Linked DNA regions of Zea mays: regions 1 and 3 are each linked to region 2. The links are chromatin contacts, called in public Hi-C maps. All regions are on one chromosome and are shown on one strand. Each heading gives the region's core, a stretch centred on a gene start, on an enhancer-like site or on the middle of the called end of the contact. The rest is flanking DNA. Distances are from core to core; before and after follow the strand shown. Region 1 has its middle 35 kb from the start of LOC111589321. Region 2 holds the start of LOC100273706. Region 3 holds the start of LOC100382256 (sugars will eventually be exported transporter4a).

The links. Hi-C and Micro-C count contacts between places; a contact is called where the count stands out from the background.
Region 1: a contact with region 2 is called in a Hi-C map of tassel, with 5 times the contacts expected there. The contact joins the enhancer-like site here to the promoter of LOC100273706 in region 2. A contact is called at or near these places in 2 of 25 Hi-C or Micro-C datasets (ear and tassel).
Region 3: a contact with region 2 is called in a Hi-C map of leaf, with 2.8 times the contacts expected there. The contact joins the promoter of LOC100382256 here to the promoter of LOC100273706 in region 2. A contact is called at or near these places in 4 of 25 Hi-C or Micro-C datasets (bundle sheath, ear, leaf and 1 more).

What each region holds. Positions count from the first base shown.
Region 1 is chr5:129,735,621-129,738,350 of Zm-B73-REFERENCE-NAM-5.0, forward strand. No RefSeq gene overlaps it. Among protein-coding and RNA genes, the nearest start is that of LOC111589321, 35 kb to the right of the region's middle. Within about 2 kb of position 1,476, at least 13 of the 20 cell types and tissues checked have an H3K27ac peak or open chromatin away from gene starts, as enhancers often do. A contact at or near this core is called in ear and tassel, where this site is marked.
Region 2 is chr5:130,300,163-130,303,097 of Zm-B73-REFERENCE-NAM-5.0, forward strand. It overlaps LOC100273706, which reads left to right and starts at 1,311. Exons shown (of 5, transcript NM_001148118.2): 1 at 1,311-1,465; 2 at 1,895-1,931; 3 at 2,220-2,598; 4 at 2,748-2,867. The coding sequence starts at 1,423.
Region 3 is chr5:129,543,145-129,545,851 of Zm-B73-REFERENCE-NAM-5.0, forward strand. LOC100382256 (sugars will eventually be exported transporter4a) reads right to left here and starts at 1,361. Exons shown (of 5, transcript NM_001175008.1): 1 at 1,177-1,361; 2 at 616-652; 3 at 34-412. The coding sequence starts at 1,219.

The DNA of each region.
Region 1 (2,730 bases), core at 226-2,725, 560 kb before region 2:
CAGAGTATGCTAGGAAAATACTCAATAATTATGGTACATGTCCAATTCTAAGTATGGTATATTGTGCTCTAATATTTTTAGGCATCATTGTTTCTGTTAAATACTATTGCCCATGGTTAAGGTTATGAGTGCATTGGTTAGTGAAAAAATAGTAGGTCCTTCATTTTGGTTGGATAATCAGTCTGAATTGCAATACTCCTAGCTTCAGATAGCACAATAGCCAACTAAGTCGATAGCACAACAACCAACTAAAGTTGGTGTGCTTTCTTTTGTAAAAAAAAATTATTTCATAGTCACCACAATAGGGTTTCCGCAAGACTTGCAAGTTGCAAGTACGAGCTCGTGTGCAAGTGCTCAGCTGTGGCTATTGTCAGTTGTAAATATTGGCGGCATATTAGGAAACAAATTATCCCTATTTGAGTTGCGCACACATTTTATGTTATTAGTGTGAATTTGTGAGATATTGAGGTTGATGATATGTATATTGTTCATTTTCATGTGATCGTTATGCACTAACAGTTATCGAATAATTTATACGCCGTCGCAACGCACGGGCACATACCTAGTATATATGAAGTAAGTGATGGATGAATTGATAAACGAAGTCACGTGCAAGGCTGAAGTCATCGGTTCGATTCTCACAGCCAAGTAGAGTGTGAATTTTGATCGAAAAATTTCTAGGCTCTCGGCTTGCGGACAACGTTGCCTGGGTGAGCCATCCCCTAATTAAATGTGGAAAAATCGATTTCCAGTGGTTCTCATTTATTGACCTGTAAAAATAATTATTTTTACTGTTTTATAGCACCGACGGTTTTAAAAAATATCAGTATAAATAGGTTCTGAACCGTCTCTAGAGTTTATCTGCGCTAGTGCAAATAAGTTCCGTCTCTAGAATATATTAGGACTGAATAAGAGGTTTAGCATAACTTTATTTTGACCATATATAAATAAGATGATGGTTTACCCTTCCGATTCTTTTTAAGTATGTTATCCTTGACTAAAAATACATATATTGCTCTCAATCGTCCACATAAAAATCCTTTTCTTCTTGCATTAAATTTCCATTCCCAGATATTTTTATGTGAATGCCCAGACACGCATCGCTTATAGAATTAATTTAATGTACGTATTCAGTTCCAACAATCACGCGGCATCTGAGATAGTGAGATTCTTCGCAGCTTCCACGCGGTGCGATATAAACGACACGGCACATGATGCGGGGGGTTGGCTTCTCGAAACTACAGTGGCTGTTCAAGCAGCCTTGCCTACCGGGAATATGGCAAGTACGCACGCCTGCATACCTAAATGACAGGCCAATCTTGGACCGCATGATGATGCTATTGCTATATATGCATGGTACTCCGATCTCTGCGTGTATCTCCTTTCAACCGTCGGTTCCACTGCACGCACTCAACTCAGGCTCTTCCACACGTCGCTTCGTCTGCCGGTGCGCGGCCTTCGACCACATCCAGCCGCCCACCTGTCGATCGCACTGTCGTCCGTCCGCCTGATTGATGGACGTACCAACAAATCGCTCGCTCTGTGCATCATACCGTGCGAGATTCCATGCGTGCCATGCCCATGCATGCCATGTGTTTGCAGGGTCCTTGTTCGCTGTCGTGCTGTAGGTAGGGTTCTCTTGCTTTCCTTAGTGCCTGCATCCATCAATCAATGGCGCCTCGGTCGCGTGAACAGTTGCTTGCCGCCGCGCCGCCGCCCACGGATGCCACTCCAAAGTCCAAACTTGGGCCGCCGGATGGCCACACGCACAGGAAAAATATATCTTCTTTCTGGTTTTTTTTGGCCGATTTGACTGTCTGTATATTCATCTCAATTTATAATTTGCAGCGATAATCAACTATGTTGATGCAATCTTGCGAAACAACTATGTTCGTCAAATCAACTATGTTGGTGTAATCATGCAATCAAACAATTAATAACTACGTTGGTGCATTCGTGCTATCAAACAATTAATCTGGCGTGTCTAATTAAAATTCTTACTATTTTATATTTAAAAGGAAAGGAAAAGAGAAGTATCCCTTCGTATGTGCGCGCGTGGAGCTTGAGAGCGGGAACAATATACGTGCATGGCTTTTCCGGCAACAGTCCATATCGCACGTATTGCGTCGATCGGGGTGCCGAAAGGAAGATCCCAACCCAAGCAATGACCGGCCGGCAGATCGATCAAGTATCTCTCACATGCATGATCCGGCAGTCAGTTGTGGTGTTGGGTCGGACTGCTGGGTGTATTGTTGTTGATAGATGACGATGAGGTCCTGTTATTTCCAGCTCACGGATTTATTATATTAATCTAGTACGGCAGTAAGGCCGGTACTTCAAGTGCATATATATGGCAGATTGCCGCAGGCGGTAGAATGGTCGGGACTAATGCGAATAATATTTTTTCCATCGAAAGATGTAGTTAGGTCTTGCCTGTCCGGTCAGGGTTATTTGTTATTATTTCGACTAGCACGTGTAAGGTGTATATGTTAAACTCATTGGTAATTAGGCATTACTTTCTAACACATTGGTTGCATCCCTGTACTTGTATGCATATATGCTTCGGATCATTTGGAAGAAATTTATTTTTGAACATAATAATATTTCCATGGAACGTTTTTTTTGGGGGGGAAAAAGATCGGTTGTTTTTCTGCCTTTGGCTCTGAAGAGTCAAGTGCTAATTAATTAAAAAGATTATTAGTTGGCACACTTTAGCTCTATGGTAATATG
Region 2 (2,935 bases), core at 61-2,560:
TCCATAAAATATACTTAATTATTATTGCCCTAATCCGCCCCTTCCCACTCCACCATCTAATTGATGCCTACCATTTTTATGGGACACCACATTACCCTTGTCTTTGTTACTGTGACTGTCGTAAGACTTTTATTTGTAGATGGAGAGATGGAATAGCCGATTATATGCTATAAATAAATTAGAGGCGTGGTGACCGAAGATTTATTATTATTATTATTATCCAATGTAGATATGATCTGAATAAAATAGTTTTGAACCGTGGACGCGTCTGTTGGGTCTCTGCAGACAGCTATATACCGAAGGACCCAAAAAAAAAAGAAAACGAAACAAAAAGATAGCAGAAACGATAGGCCAAAAAGTCAACTATGGAAGCTGGTCCACGCATACGTAAACCATGGGTACGTTGCAGCTACTACGTACGTATACTATTGCTTAAGAGTTAAGAGGTTGGAGAGTAATGATGATGTGTAACTGCTGTACGTAGCAATCCCTTCGCCTTTTTGGCCCCATCCAATCAACGTCGTGGGACTAGCCATCTCAATGCAGGCTGTAGACACACTATCCGAATCTGGTTCTTTTCTGATTATTTTTTAGTTTTTTTTACCGAGTATGATGGATAAAAAGTACTCAGTAAAAAAATCGTTGCTGGTACAACATTTTTTTTGCGAGTGTTATATTTAGCAAAGTCTTCGTTGAATGTTTTTCAGGTTTTACGGATTGCTTCAGACACTCGACAAAACAACAGTTTTCGGTAATGATAGAGTTTAAAATATAAAAAATAGAAATGAGTGATCTGATGAAGAAGATAGCCCGACATCCTATCCTACTCGAGTGCAGCAAAGATCGATTATACGTAGCCGTATCATCCACCAGATTTACACGACACACATACGCGGCGAAGCTTCGCCGAGACAACATGATCAGAGAAGTAATTAAACAGATATATAATAGAGTAGAAGGAATAAATAAACAAAAAAAGGGGGGTGGGAACCGAGAGAAGAGGAAAAGCGAGATCAAAAGGTAGCTAGCGAGCGGTCCACATTTCGTCCCTGGGCTGGGTCCAGCACGTTAGCGATATATAGAGAGGTCAGTTACAGAGGAGGAGACGCCACAGCTACAGAGTCAGAAAGAAATGCCTGTGGCTGTGGACTTGTGGTGGACGCGGACGGACCTGGTGGTGTCATGTGTTGTGTGCAGCGACTCGACAGAGAGAGGCGGCGCTGTAGAAAGAAAGGGTCTTGTGTGCTGCGTCCTCCCTCTATTTAAGGGGGCCCTTGGGCGCCCTGTTTTCTTCCTCCCGCCCGATACATTTCTCGTACATCGCTCTCGCTCTCGCTCTCTCTCCTGCTGTCCACGACCGACCAAAGGCGCCGGGCACAGACTCTTCGTCGGATCCAAGAGAAGCTCGCGCCCTCCCCGACCATGGTCTCGGCGGATACCATCCGTACGGCTATCGGCGTCATCGGTGAGTCCCCTGGTCGTCCATTTCATTATTGTTGTCAACTTTGACGAACAGCATACGCCGTACGCATGCATGACGAGCATATCCTCCGGCCGATCACGCGCGGTGGCGCCTGCTGTTTTACATGTCTTTTTTTTTTGTTCCACGTTCTCCTCCTCAGTTTGCTGTTTTACTATCACCGTTGATTTTTTAAATTTTTTTAACTATTCCTCTTGTTTAAAAAATAATGAGTTATCATATTTTTTATTTATTTTATTATTTAAGGTAATTTGTTCTTAACTTAAAATTTTACATTTTTGAATTAATATTTTAAATAAGACGAGTTATCAATGTTTCGAAAAAAATCAACGGTGTCATATTTTTTTTTTTGTAAAATGGAGTAAGCTAGCTTATATGTACATCATTAACTTAATTGCGTTGGTGTTGCTGCAGGCAATGGCACCGCCCTTGTGCTCTTCCTCTCCCCGGTGTAAGAATTTATCGATTCTGCTTCTGCTTGTTATTTTTTATCTACAAATCAAAATAATAAAAAAATAATAAAAACTAGTACTACGCAATCCAGCTTTCTCCTTATAAAGAAATCAATGGATAAATTTAAAAAAAGCAGAGCATCAAACCAAGAAGAAAAACTGATGTCACGAACTTGACAGTTGACTTTTCGCGCAAACAAACAAACAAACACTACGTACTGTGCTCTGCTTATGGATACATACATGCATACTAGTAGCTCATATATGCGTACAAATGCGCCCCGCAGGCCCACCTTCGTGGGCATCTGGAAGAAGCGTGCGGTGGAGCAGTACTCGCCGATCCCGTACGTGGCGACGCTGCTGAACTGCATGATGTGGGTGCTGTACGGGCTGCCGCTGGTGCACCCGCACAGCATGCTGGTGGTGACCATCAACGGCACCGGCATGCTCATCCAGCTGACCTACGTGGCGCTCTTCATCCTCTGCTCCGCGGGGGCGGTGCGCCGCAGGGTCGTGCTCCTGTTCGCCGCCGAGGTCGCCTTCGTCGTCGCCTTGGCCGCGCTGGTGCTCACCCTGGCGCACACGCACGAGCGCAGGTCCATGCTCGTCGGCATCGTCTCCGTCTTCTTCGGCACCGGCATGTACGCTGCGCCGCTCTCGGTCATGGTACGTACGTTGTTTTCACATACATGTCGTTGATTCTTTCTCTCTATGATATGACACGAAGGTAATGTTTGTTTGTTTTCTTACTTACTTACTTACTTGGTGTCTCTGATCTGCTGTGTGTGTCTCTTTTTTTGTATATGGTTGATCAGAAATTGGTGATCCAGACAAAGAGCGTGGAATACATGCCCCTGTTCCTGTCCCTGGCCTCCCTCGCCAACAGCATCTGCTGGACCGCCTACGCGCTCATCCGCTTCGACCTCTACATCACCGTAAGCGACTATTACTAGTATAACGTGTGTGTTGGATAAATTTTACATTCATTTTTGTTTAAACACCT
Region 3 (2,707 bases), core at 111-2,610, 760 kb before region 2:
TATATATATATATACGTACGTACGCGTACGTACCATGACGGAGAGCGGGGCGGCGTACATGCCGGTGCCGAAGAGGACGCAGAGGATGCCGACCACCATGGACCTGCGCTCGTGCGTGTGCGCCAGGCTGAGCACCAGCGCGGCGACGGCGCCGACGAAGCCCACCTCGGCGGCCAGCAGCAGGACCACCTTGCGCCGCGCAGCCCCCACCGAGTAGAGGAGGAAGAGCGCCACGTAGGTCAGCTGGATCGCCATGCCGGTGCCGTTGATGGTGATCACCAGCATGCTGTGCGGGTGCACCGCCGGCAGCCCGTACAGCACCCACATCATGCAGTTCAGCAGCGTCGCCACGTACGGGATCGGCGAGTACTGCTCCACCGACCCTTTCTTCCAGATGCGGATGAACGTAGGCCTGTACGTCACATGTATATATATGTGAGTGTTATATATGCATTCATACATGCCATGCATACGTCGTACGAATTGTCGAATTGTATGTATGTATGCGCACGTACTAGCTAGTACTATGATTATATTGTTGCATGTTTTTTAAAACTTATTTTTTTTTTTGTTTCTTACTGTACTGAGAGACAAAATGAATGAATTGATTCTTACACTGGGGAGAGGAAGAGCACGAGTGCAGTTCCATTGCCTGCAACAAATAGTAGACAAAAACAAAAAATTAACAGAGAGGTGAATATTTAATAACCAGCTTGACGCAAGAACGAACTCTGCAATTGAATCATACTGTAGTGAAAAAAAACATGACCAAGCTAGTATGAGAAACAAAAATGTTTAGATCTCCAGGAAACCCGGGGAATTAATAGGTTAAGGCTTCATTGACAAGGATATGAAAAAGAGCTTGTGACGAGGACATCTGGAATTCTAGACATGCATGTGCAAAGCTTGGCAAAAGGAAAAAAAGAGGTGGATAGAAACTAATAAAGGAGGAAGTGAGCGCGTGCAGGCAGGAAGGCTGGAGCATGAAAACAGCCCGGCAACCCACATGACCTGCTAGTGCCATCTACCAAAGGGAGGCAGCAAGCAACCAGCAGGCTCCAGGCTGGCCTTCTCTGCTGCATACATGTTGCAGCATGCTCTGTGCGTATATGCGCGTTCTATGCAGAGGTACGGTACGGTACGGTACAGTCCGCGCAGGTATTGACGATTACTCACCGATGACGCCGATGGCCGTGCGGATGGTGTCCGGGGAGATCATGGTCGCCGCTGGCTTGGGGAAGCTGATGGCGCGAGGGAGAAGACGATGGGAGATATGGGTAGGACGACGCTGGTGAATTATGGAACGGAGGCGGGACACAAGAGACGAGGGATGGAACGAGAATTGAATGAGCTGATGAAGCTCCTCTCTGGTTCTTGGTGAGTGATGAGCGAGTGAAGCAGGGGGGCTGCTTAAATAGAATAGAGGTGGCTGGTGGTTCCCCTCCAACGCTCTGGCCACGGCCGGCCGCGGGTATCGGGGCCCGCCCTCGCCTCCAGCTCTATCTCTATCTGACTCCCTCTCGCTATCCTGCTGTGTAATCAGCTCTCCCTCTCAAGCGTCTCCTTTTTTCGGTGTACACACTGTTCCTCTCGGTGGGTCTATCTAACATAACAGCGGGCACCCAACTCAGGGAACTAGAATGGATCGGAGCCAGCCACACCTAGCCGGCCAACTCTCTCGTGTTCCTCTTTTCCTTTTCATCTCTGTTTCTTTCTTCACTCTTGTAAGTTAGGTGCAGCATCACAGCGTTTGCACCGTGTCGGGGTTCAGTCGATCTTGTTTACACATCTCGGGAGAAGCACAATTTTCTTCGTAGCTACCAACACTAGGCACGAACGGCCTCACGTACAAAATCTCATCAGCCATGTGGACATTATTACAAGTTTGTATTTATCATCTGCAGTACAACCAACAAACAAAATACGACAGAATACATACCAAAAGCATCATCATACATTGGACATAATAACACCCTCTAGCAGATTGACAGTACTAGGGTCTTCAAAGCCTTGTAATGGTGTCTTTTAGAGGTTGTTTTGTGTAAAATTAGTCATATTTTGTAAAAGTCATTGTATTCCTTGATATTTAACAAATATTCCTTGATAAAAACCACAAGGGGAACTTGATTAGAAAAAAAAAAGGCATGGACATAAGCCCTACTCGCGATCTGTGTCAACAATCTGATGAAGACAGCTATCACATAATCTTCAGATGCCCAATCGCCCGCTCGTTCTGGCACGAGTTTGGCGGTGCCCCAACCGAACATCTGACGACCAGCAGACCTTGGGAGATTAAGCTGCCTTCGTTCCCACATCGCATATCAGCACAGGAACACCGTCATCCATTTATGTTGCTGAACCTGTGGATAAACCGGCACGCAACAGTGTTTCGAGGTGCAAAACCATCCATCCAACGACTTGGGTTCTGTTTGTTTCCTTATATGATTATATAATTCAGCTTATAAGATTATATAAGCATCTAATGACCTATTTATAGATTATTATAATTTAAGTATCTTGATTATATAATCCACCTAATAATCTATGTAGTTCGTTTGTCTATTAACTTATTTGAGCTGAATTATATAATCTAGAGGATAAACAACAGGGCCTTCATCGACAATGTGCTAAAGAGGCTCGACTTTGGGGATGCAGAATTATAGGACAAGCTAGTGAAGTTGGAGTCTGGTGTAGTTACTTCAATTCA